Regions from separate parts of the Gossypium hirsutum genome. Here region 1 is linked to region 2. A link is a contact called in public Hi-C data. All regions are on one chromosome and are shown on one strand. Each heading gives the region's core, a stretch centred on a gene start, on an enhancer-like site or on the middle of the called end of the contact. The rest is flanking DNA. Distances are from core to core; before and after follow the strand shown. Region 1 holds the start of LOC107956486 (transcription factor MYC2). Region 2 has its middle 21 kb from the start of LOC121204338.

The links. Hi-C and Micro-C count contacts between places; a contact is called where the count stands out from the background.
Region 1: a Hi-C map of hypocotyl shows a contact between it and region 2, with 1.7 times the contacts expected there. The contact joins the promoter of LOC107956486 here to the enhancer-like site in region 2. A contact is called at or near these places in 6 of 34 Hi-C or Micro-C datasets (anther, cotyledon, hypocotyl and 1 more).

The regions. Positions count from the first base shown.
Region 1 is chrA07:29,552,097-29,557,846 of Gossypium_hirsutum_v2.1, forward strand. LOC107956486 (transcription factor MYC2) reads right to left here and starts at 1,314. Exons shown (of 1, transcript XM_016892137.2): 1 at 1-1,314. The coding sequence starts at 1,156. It overlaps LOC107952995 (a long non-coding RNA gene), which reads left to right and starts at 4,229. Exons shown (of 4, transcript XR_005930615.1): 1 at 4,229-4,883; 2 at 5,267-5,672.
Region 2 is chrA07:29,496,627-29,502,633 of Gossypium_hirsutum_v2.1, forward strand. No RefSeq gene overlaps it. Among protein-coding and RNA genes, the nearest start is that of LOC121204338, 21 kb to the right of the region's middle. Within about 2 kb of position 4,390, at least 3 of the 9 cell types and tissues checked have an H3K27ac peak or open chromatin away from gene starts, as enhancers often do. A contact at or near this core is called in hypocotyl and leaf, where this site is marked.

The DNA of each region.
Region 1 (5,750 bases), core at 64-2,563, 52 kb after region 2:
TAGGTTTCTTACACTCCCTCTGAAGCTGCGATTCCAGTTCTTCGACTTTCGCTTTTAGCTCACTGATGTATGAGACAGCGTCAGATAAGAGCGATGCTTTGTCCATGCGCGACACGTTCGGGACTACGGCTCGGAGGGCGTAGAACCTGTGGTTCAGCTTCTCACGGCGTTGCCTCTCAGCTTCCACGTGGTTCAACGGTGTCTCTCGTCCAAGTCCGGGTTTCCTTCCACGTTTCTGTGGGGTTCTCTGCTCTAAATGACTCATGGCAAGTGATGGGCGATCCGTGTCAGAATGCTCCGAGTCCACAGAAGAAGATTGCCCAAGTTTTGTGGAATATTTCTTGGTTGGGTGGTTGTGGTGTTCTTGCTTGGTTTCATTAACAGGACCTACATTTTCTTCTTCTTCTTCAACACCGGAAACTATACCCATGTCTGCAAAAGAGATGTTTCTGTCGAGGAAGGGGATTGAAGGTCGGGTTAGAGTTGGATCTGTACTTGATTGCTTTTGTAACAAGTCAATGGGATCAGCTCCGAAAATGGATTTCACTTGTTGGACTAAACCCCAATTTTCACTGATCATTTCTACGGATCCTAATTCAAGAACCCCGCAAGAAGTTGGTATACAGACCATCGTCTCAATGCCATGCATTTGTGCTTCTATAGCTCTTTCACAGTTGTAAAACTGCAAAGCATGAGCACCGGTTAACCAAACCAGAGAGCCAGTACTTAGAGCCATGCCTGGAATCCCTTCTCCAGCAGGGAAAGATCGAGACAATGACATCACGTAGAACCATTCAGCATCACTGACCCCGGTGGTGCCGTCCATCATCGACACATCTACCTCATGGTTATCTCCGATGAGAGTTTGGGCTCCTTTCATCTCCTTTCTTCTTTCATTTTCTAGGCACGAAATGTTGGCGCTTAATAATTTTGGAGGCGTACCTTTGGTGGTGCCTTGAAAATAACCATCTCCCCAGCACAAAAACAAACGACCATGTTCATCGTTTGATGTCTGCCAAAATATAGCATATGTCCACCAAATTTGCTGGCTTTGTACCACAAATTGGAGCCTCTGCTGGAGAGTTGAAGGTGAAGTTTCCTGGGTCATATAGACCAGTGAAGAAGATGAAGATGGAGAGATTATAAGTTCTTCCATGGCTGACCGATACAAAAAGAAGGAAAACAATACACGAGGGAATCTGAAAGGCAGAGATTTTGGAAGTTCTTTACAACAAATAAGCCATTAAATCATCTTAAATTTTACAAGGAAAAGAAAAACCAAAAGAGAATACGGGGTGCATTGGACAAAAAAGGGGGATGGAGGAGGAGTTTATAAGCTTTGTAACTTATAAGGTGGGGGCCACAAGATCCTAAAATCCTCTGCATGCTCACCTATAAGCTTTGTCCACTTTTCTTTGTTCATTTTAACAGTAAGACTGTGACGTTAACTCGTTAAGTTTTTTCGTGTTTATTTTGGCTGTGTGAAATGATTTTAGGTTATCAAGTTGGAATTATTAACCTGGAATTTTCGATAACAGAAACTAGCATATTAATCTCAATCATCCTAGCAGCATAAAGGAAAGAGGGATTTGTTTCTAACTTGGTGTTCAAATTTTGATTAAAATTAAATTAATTGATTGAATCGATCTAATTTGATTAATCGATCTAATCAATCGGAGGTCAGTTAAAATTTTTTTAGAATTTCGGTCAACGGTTAATTTAATTCGAAATTGAATAATTAATCGCATTAATTGAACTTAATAACTAATATTATATATTATATGTATTAGATTATTATTAATTCGGTTAATTCGGTTAATCTGATTAAATAAACCTTAAAATTTTTTTTATATGTTTCATATTTATTTTAACAATAAAATAAAATGTATAAGTTTTAATTAATTCCGTTAATCTAAAGAATTAATTTAAAAAATAATTAAAAAATATTTTAATTTTATTAACAGTTAAATAATTAAAAAATTCAACTAATTTAATTAATAGTAATTTGATTTGAATATTGTGAGTAAAGTTAAAGGAAGAGATAGAGTAAAGATTTTAGTGAAAAGATTAAAAAAGCACATGTTTAAATATCGTAAACGTCACATGTGAAGAGATAGAATAAAGGGCAGACATTTGGCACCACTTGCACGTGTATTGATAGCGACAGGTCTAGTGACTACGATGCGTATGGGCTCCTCGTTATTTGGCATCACACACAATTTATACATCTTTTAACCCAATCATTGAAAACTGAAAAAACTCATTAATGTATTATTATATACCAACAACCAACCATACTTAAAGAAATATCATACCGTACCATATTATACTTTTTTTCTATTACGTTCTTTATATTACACTATACAATAGGAGTTATTAAAATAGCTATATATAATAGACTGACACATATTTCGTAAAATTAACATAGTTTTCATATCATTTTCAAAAAAAAAAAAGAAATCTTATTTAATAAAAATTAATTTTCTGACCTTTATAATTAACCCTTTTAATATATTATTTTTAAAATTCAAATTTAAAATATTATTTGTGTAATTATCATCAAACCGTGTTATATTTATATTAGCTCAAGGCTTTACATTTGTGGATTGAGCGCTCCTATATCAGTGTCTTTTTATATTTCAGGTTTTTTTTTTATCGTTTATAATATTAAAAAGTAAAAATATTTCTCAAGGAAAAAGAGAATAATTAGTTACTTATATTATTATATCTATATAACTATATATAAAAGAAAGGTTTTGGACTAGAGGATAGGTTGAACTTAATACGGATGGAGCTGTATCGAGAAATAGCTCATTTATAGGCATCAGGGGAGTGTTTAGAAGTGCTGACGGTAAGTGGTTAGGTGGCTTTTCGATGAAGTTAAGAAATTATTCAATTTTCAAGATTGAGGTAAGAGCCTTACTTGAAGGCCTCCTTATATCATGAAGGAAAGGTTATCGACTGTTGGAAGTGGAATGTGATAATGCTCTCTTAGTTGAAGTGATTTTAGCTGGCAGAGCTGTAGATTATCATTTCACTGAAATGCGTCTTATCCATCATTTATTGAGTTGGAATTGGAAGGTCATTGTTTGTCATATTTCGAGGTCGCAAAATACAATAGTTGATCATATAACCAAGTGTATGGCGACTAATTCTAAAAAAATTTATTGGTTTGAAGAATCACCGCAATCAACTAAAAGTTTAATTGAGGCGGATTATGTTATTACTTTGAGTCACTAATGTAATTTTTTAAGTTTTTCACTTTAGACTGTCTTTTTTTCCACAAAAAAAAGGAAAAAAAGAAAGGTTTTGGATACTTACCCATGCTCTTTCTTCGTAATATCCAAATAGTTAATATAATTAAATTTTCTATTAAAATATTACATGATTATATATAATTTAAATATTTTAAAAACAAACACATCTTTTTTTTTTGAGAAATATTGGGCTGTGATTTTATTAAAAAGTAGTCAAAGAAACAACTAGAGGTGTTCATGGGCTGGGTCGAGCCGGGCTCAACTAAAAAATCATGCCCATTTATTGGGCCTGGCCCGGCTCGCCCGTATTAATTTTTTACATTATTTTTATATTATTTTTAAATATATATAATACATCAAAAATACTAAAAACATCAAAATAAATATTTCCCAACAAATTGAAAATAAATTTTAAAAAATATGTAGACTTAAATAACATAAAGATAGATGCAACTTAACAAGTAAATGCCTCTAAGATAATAAACAAATTAACAAATGCCTTTAAAATAATAATAAAATTAACAAGAAAATAAGTTTTATAAAATATCCAAAAAATAACAATAAAATAGTAACAATATAATAGTAAAATGGTAGCAAAATAGGGAGAAAACAACAAAAAAATAACATTCAAAAATAAAAAAATATAGATTTTTTTGTCCTTTAGTGAATTCGGGCCGGGCTGGACTTGCCGGGCCCGGGCTAAAAATACCTTACCCGAGGCCCGGCTTATTTTTTAAACCGGCCTTATTTTTTTGTCCAAGCTCTTTTTTGGGCCTATATTTTTGCCTAAACCCTCCCACATTTCGGGCGTTCCTTCGGGCCGGGTCGGGTAGCCCGGCGCATGAACACTCTAGAAACAACAAAATAAAAAACTTAACTAAAATTCTTTTTTTTTTGTCCAGGCCTAGAAGCCCAAATCTGTCCTAAACAAACTTAGCCCTAAACCAATAAAACTCATCACAAAACAAACCCTAAAAAAATCATCACAGCCAGCCACCATTTTTAGACGATCTTCTTTTTCTTCCACATTTCTTCTTTGTTGTGCTCTCTAAATCAGGCCGTCATGGTTCTTTGGTTTTTCCATCCCTTGATAAAGTATTTCCTTGATAAGTGAATTTTCTCACTGCTTTGATCGCTTCTCTATTGAATCGACCCAACTTTTTGAAATACATTCCCATTTTATTCATCCCTATTACTTTGAAACTTCCAAAAACCCTAAATCTTTCTCAAAGGAGATAGTCACCCCCCTTTTTTCAACAAATTTTGCTGGAGAAATATAATTAATCAAAGCCTTCCCTGTCAATTTCAACAGCCCTTGCTACCGCACTGGATAGGCCAGATCTAAGATAAGTATTTTCATTTCCTTTTAATCTTTCTTTTACTAAGATATAAGCAACTCTATTCATTTGTTTCCTTGCACGTTGAAAAAAACAAGTAACAAAGTTCTACATAATCATTTAGCATCAACAATGTACGCTCTAATTTCTGATCTGTCTTCCTCCCGACTTTTTACTTTTCTAATGATAGTTAACGCATTTTCCTCGACTTTAACTCGTAGGAATCCAGATTCTGCCCCAAATTGAATCGCTTGTACGCACGCGAGAGCTTCTGCTGCAAATGTTGTTGGTATGTGTTCATTTCTGTAAATTTTTGTTTTTAAGGCTTGACCTAAAGAGTTTCTTATAACAATCCCTATACACGATCTATTGTTCTGTTTTTCAAATGCAACATCAAAATTGATTTTGACATTCATCTCATTTGGTGGCCTCCAATTCTCATTAGCAATTATGTTGACAGGTATCATTCTATATACCCATTCAATTTCTTGTATATAGTCTAAAATGAATTGGGCAACTCTCGCTTCTGTTTGTGCCTTATTCTTATGTATTAGCAAATTTCTTGCTGACCATAAGCCCAATACAGTACATATAATGCTTTTAATCTGTCTGTTTCATTTTTTTGAATAAATAACTGATCTAGTCCTTAAATTGTGCCTGATTTTGTTCCAGGGGCCATCCAATTCCTAGCATTTCCCATATTCCTGCTGCAAAATAGCAGTCTTGAAAGACATGCTCCCTGGTTTTTTCATTATTTCTGCATCTTAGGCAAGTCGCAGAATATCATATCTTGCGTTGAAGCAAATTAGAGAAAGTAGGAAGGAAATTATTTAAGGTCTTCCATACTAGGATTATTATTTTAGTTTGCAAGTTTTCCTTCCATAATTCGTTGTACATGGGTTTGTAAGAAATTTGATTTTGCTGTATGTTTGTTGAAATTTTCGATTGTATTAATTTTTTGTACCCACTGCGTACTGTATAAACTCCCGAAGCCTCTCTTCTCCATATGAATTTATCCAATTCTTTCTCAAGTGGGAGGGGAATACACAAAATTCTTACTATGTTGTCTTGGTGGAAGGTACGTTGAATAAACTCTTGCTTCCATCGGTTTGTATCTTGCTCAATTAGTTTAAAAACTAACACAAGATTTTAGGTA
Region 2 (6,007 bases), core at 3,140-5,639:
AAATTGATCTTCGTTCTGGGTATCATCAGTTGAAAGTTAAAGAGGTCGATATACATAAAACTATTTTTAAGACTCGTTATGGTCATTATGAGTTCCTTATTATGCCATTCGGATTGACTAATGCTCTAGTAACCTTCATGGATCTTAAGAATCGGGTTTTTTAGCCATATTTAGATCAGTTCATCGTTGTGTTTATCGATGACATTTTGGTTTATTCTAAGACTGATGAGGAGCATGACAAGCATCTTCATATGATTTTTTAAATTTTTCAAGAAAAAGAACTGTATATTAAGCTAAGTAAATGTGAGTTTTATTTGGGTGAGGTTATGTTTTTGGGCATGTGGTTTTTGTAGAGGGTATTCGAGTGGATCCTGAGAAGATAGAGGCTATTCTGGATTGGAAGCAGCCTTGAAATGTGACTGACCTTCGAATTTTTCTGAGTTTGATAGGATATTATCGAAGGTTTGTGGAGAGGTTTTGTTTGATAGTAGCACATTTGACTAAGTTGCTACACAAGAATATTCCATTTGTTTGGACTGTTGAGCAGCAAGCGAGCTTTGAGAAGCTCAAGTTGGTTTTGACTCATACACCAATTTTGATTCAGCCTGAGCCCGATAAAGAGTTCATGATTTATAGTGATGCTTTAGATACTGGTTTGGGGTGTCTATTGATGTAAGAAGGTAAAGTTGTTGCTTATGCGTCTAGACAACCTAAGAAGCACGGGGGTAATTATCCAACTCATGACCTTTAGCTTGTTGCGGTTGTTTTTGAACTAAAGATTTGGAGGCATTACTTATATGGTGAGAGATGTATCATTTAAACTGATCATCAGAGTTTGAAGCACCTCCTCACTCAGAAGAAGATGAATATTAGGCAGCATCACTAGATCGAGTGTCTTAAGGATTATGATTGTTCGATTGAGTATCATCTTGGTAAGGCCAAATGTGATGGCCGATGCTTTTATTTGAAGGTCTATGTTTGATTTGAGGGCGATGTTTGCTCACTTAAGTTTGTTCGATGATCATGGAATTCTGGCTGAGGTATAGGTTAAGCTATCTTGGTTAAATGAGATTAAGAGTAAACAACTTATGGATGAGTATCTGATTAGTTAGGTTCAACAATTAAATGATGGTAAGACTTTGGATTTTGGGTATAATGATGATGGGATTCTATGTTTTGGGGGTCATATTTGTATGCCAAAGGATGTGGATTTGAGACAATTTATTTTTTGGTAAGGGATGTGTGCCTAAGGCCGCTTCTGATAGACAGAAGTCGTATGCGAACCGTAAGAGGCGAGAGATTGAGTATAAGGTAAGGGATCAGGCTTTTCTTAAGGTGTTTTCTTGGAAAAAGATTCTCAAGTTTGGTCGTAAGGGCAAGTTAAGCCCTCGATTTATTATGCCATATTAGGTTTTGAGGCATATGGGGCCAGTTGCTTATCAGCTTTAGTTACCTCCAGAGTTAGGTCACATCTATGACGCCTTTCACGTGTATATGTTGAGATGTTATCGATCTGATCCATTGTATGTGGTTCTAGTGGAGGAGGTTGAGTTGAGGCCAAATTTGTCTTTTAAGGTGGAGCTGATACAGATTTTGGATCATTAGATTAAAGTCTTGAGAAGAAATATCATTTCTCTAGGTAAAGTACTTTGGCAGAATCATGGGTCCAAGGAAGCTGCTTAGGAGCCTAAGGACTTGATGCGTCAGCAGTACCCTCATCTTTTCGAGTCAGGTAAATTTTGAAGCTAAAATTTCTTTTAAGAGGGGAGAGTTGTAATGCCTCGAATTTCTGGTTTTTGGAAGGTATTTGTCTGCAAAATTATTTACTTTAATGTGGTGGTTAAGTGCTTGGAAAGTATGCTTTGGGTCCTAAGTTCGATTCCCTTGTTTTGGGATTTTCTGTTAATTTTGGCTTTAAGTTAAGCTTGAGCCCTAGTGTTTAAATTAATTTCTTTGTAGGGTTATGAAAACGATGAGCCTAGTGGTTCAATGGTTAAGCTTTAGCATACTCTAGGGTCTTAAGTTCAAGTCTTGGCATGAGCATATGGATTATTTTTGTTGTTTGCTATTTGTTGGAAGTTAAGTTCTTTTTAAATTGTAAAAGCTCGATGGTTAGATTATTATAGGATATTTTATCTTTTTTTTAATTTAATTCTTTACATTATCAAAATATAGCCAAATCCCTAAATTTGGTCCTAATTTCAACTGATCACTACTCCTCATACACGTTCCACTTTCTTTTCTAATTTCCCAAGTCTGCAAACTTTTTTCTTTTTTCCTTTCGCTTTTGATTCAGTTATATAGCTCTATTTTCTTGCTTGGGCTTTTCTTTATTTTCTTTCTTTGGGGGTTTACTTATTACGTCAATAAGTTGTTGTTAGATTTGCGTAGGTTGTGTTAAAGGAATAGTTACGTAAGTTTGTGATTTATTTTACTGTTATTGTTCGATTCTGCTCGATTTGTCTAAGTGGACTTTAACGATTAGATTCTCCCTATGTTTTAATTAGTATGCGATTAACTTTGTTTTAGGCGAAAGGGGTAGAAATCAATGTCCTCTGGAGGAGTAATCGTTGTGATTATTTACTGGTTTCTAAAGAGTAAGTATTCAACATTAGTATACGTTCTGAAATTTTGGTTTAAAAATTCATTCTTAGAAGGGTTTTATTGTGATTAATGAGTAGGGTTTGATAAACAATTGTAGATTTTGTGAGTTTCAGGAGTGTGGTTAATTGTATTTTCGATCAGGTGTGTGAAAACGACACTTAAACTCGATAGAAACTTGACAAATCATGAAACAGGGGCTATTTTCAAAACTGCCCACTGCCACACGTTCGTGTCTCAAGTAATGTGGTAGATCGTGTTTGGCACACGGTCGTGTGAAACTTTGTAGAACGTGTGGCCAGATTATGTATGGTCAAGCTGTGTGTGGCACACCGCCGTGTGAAACTGTGCAAACCGTGTGGGTAGACTATGTGGAGCACACAGGCTAAGTTTTTAGGTCGTGTGGGTGACACGATTGTGTGGTTCTTTTTGCTCAATTTTAGGGCTCAATTAGGGGCTATTTGAGGGACTCAAAATTTGGGCCTATAGGCATCATATGGGGCCGGAAAGGCCTAAGTTTCAATACATAAAAGTATTCGGATAAGCTTAAGAGGTATGTTAAGTAAGAAATGTTATCTTTAAATTGTGTGCTATGTTATAATTTGTATGAAATATGTAGTATGTATGCCATATGATTTATGATATATGTAAGTATGCTATATGATTATGATTTATTTGTGTTCCAGGGTGGGTTATGATATGATGGAGGAAGTGCTATATGGCAACTAGACCGCAAATTTTGTATGGCAGCTCAATTGCAAATATCTTAGTGGCACATCGCTACAAATTGGTGTGATTGGATGGATAGACTCTTGTAGTCCTATATGGTGTGATTGGCTGGACGGAGATAGTGTATAGCGGATGGGGTAGGACATGATATGGTAGGATAAAATATGCTATGTTATGATTCGATAGAACATGATATGCTAAGATTCAATATGATATGATACGTTAAGATATGATTTGTATAAAATATTATATAATATGAAACTATATCAGACATTTTGATACATATGTATGTTTGTACTAAAATTATGAGCCAAATCACACATTGCGCTTTAAGCTCATGCCTTTGTTGCTTTGTTTCAGGTGATCCTCTGACTTAGGATAGGATGGTGACTCTAGAACTCGGGTTTCACATTCTATTTTGGTTTAGTACTATGGATTTCACTGGTTGTTGTTGTTATTATGGACATTTTGGACTTTTTCTTGGGTTTAATTTATTTTTAGATATTTTATGATTTGTTGAGATCTTTAGAACCTTTCTGGTTTTTATTATGCAAAAGTCTTTTCCTTTTTAATAACGCTTAACTTGAGATAACTAAAAGAAAAAGAGAATCACGATTTTTCAAATGATACGCAGTACTGTTTTCTGCTGTAAGTCTAATTGAAGTTTTCAAAGTGATTTATCTTGCAAATGTACCAATGAATTGTTTTGATTTTAGTAAAATGATATAAGTTGTGCCTTTAGAAAATTGCTATGCTTTCAAAAAGCTATTCTAATTACTTTTCTTCCTGCTAAAATGGGTTTTCAATAAAATTAAATTTTTAATTGAAAATTATTGAATATAAATATTAGAGATAAAAAATTAATAAAAAATAACTAATGAAGGGTAAAGTTATCATTTTATTTAAAATTTATTTAATAAGTAAACCATAAACAAGTAAGTATTTTTAATCAAGCATAAGGTGGTTTGAATACTTTTTCGTATATAGTATAATATGAGATAATAAAGGTTGAGATCCAAAAGATTATACAGCCCAAATGGCCCAAGACATTAACAAACGATGGATAGCTACAAACTGGAGACTAATTATACCCTTCAACCTTTCAACTGTATCATCGAAGGGATATTGAAGTTTACTCATCGATGCATTCTTAGTTCATCCTTGTTTGCAGGTCCAATCTACGCTCGTGATTCAACATCCAGCTCTCAGAATCTTTCACCATCTCTAGAAGATACAAACATCACTCACATTTTCCATGAAGCTTTTGTTTGGTGATGGCAATCAAATTGGCTACGCGTACAGTACACCTCAATTGCAAATAGTTTCAGGGTGCGACGAAGTTTTGGTTCTGGCCTTAAATAGACAAGGGGGAAAGCCCATTTTATCATTATTTCACTTCAATCGTCTCAAGTGGGCTCTTCTAATACCATCCCATTAACATATAGTAGGTCCAGTTAATTAGTATTCATAGATTTCGGTTAAAAATTAGGGTATTATACTTAATATTAAGTATTAGTAAGTTTATATTTTATAATTCATTTTAAAAGTTTACAAAATGTCATTAATTATTCAAAAGTTAAAGTCACTAAATTGTTAAAATTATTGTTGTAAAGCCTTTTCTGTTCGCAACACCTACACTAATAAAAAATTCAGCTTTTCTTTTATGAAACAACTTTGATTATAAAAAATTATAAATCAAAATCTAAATAATTTTTTTCTTCAATCTCCGACACTAATCATTAGATCAACTTAGATCTAAAATATGTTTTTCTACTAATCGATAGGTACTAATCCACCATACTAATTATCGAATCATCGCTTGGAGCTCACTAGTGGAGCTTACAAAAACTTAATAACTCAATTACTTAAATAAAAACTTTTGAACAATTCTTTGACTATTTTGTAACTTTTTAAAATTAAGTGACTAAAATATAAACTTACTGATAATTTAGTGATATTGGGTATAATTTACCTTAAAAATTATTTAACTTAATTTGTTATTTTTATTACATTAAATAAATAATTCATCAATTATATTACATTTTATAAATATTATCTTAACTAAAAATTGATTAACATTTTCCACTAAGGTATATATACTCTTAACTTGAAACTAAATCTGGAAACTTGTTATTTGAAGTCTTAAATATGAAAATAGAATACCAAATGTTACATTTAAAAAAGAGGATGACTAATTTAATTTGGATGTCGGCCTAGCATTTCAACAAGTCTAAGTAATATATAGCTGCCTAAAAACTTCCTAGCCAGCCTAATCATTATGCAGGTGAAAAATAAATAAAATTAAACAATGCATTTAAAAAATAATAAAAATTATTGATAAAATAATAAAAATGTAAATAATTTTGTTAATTAACTTTTGGTTGTATTGATAAAATTGATGTTTTAGAATGTTGTGTACCCTAGTTCAAATCCTTAGGATGAATTTTTATTTTATTTTTAAAATAAAATAAATTATTTATATAATTCTTATTTATGATTTTTGTTTTAAAATTTTGATAATTCATAATTTTTTAACTGAATTGATGCTCAGTTAACTTATGATACTAACTTAATAAGGAACTTAAATAATAGTATAGTTTAACTATATAGCAACATTTCTAGATTAAGTATGCTTCAAAACATTGCATATTTAATGGTTTAACTTCTGAATGCCTGA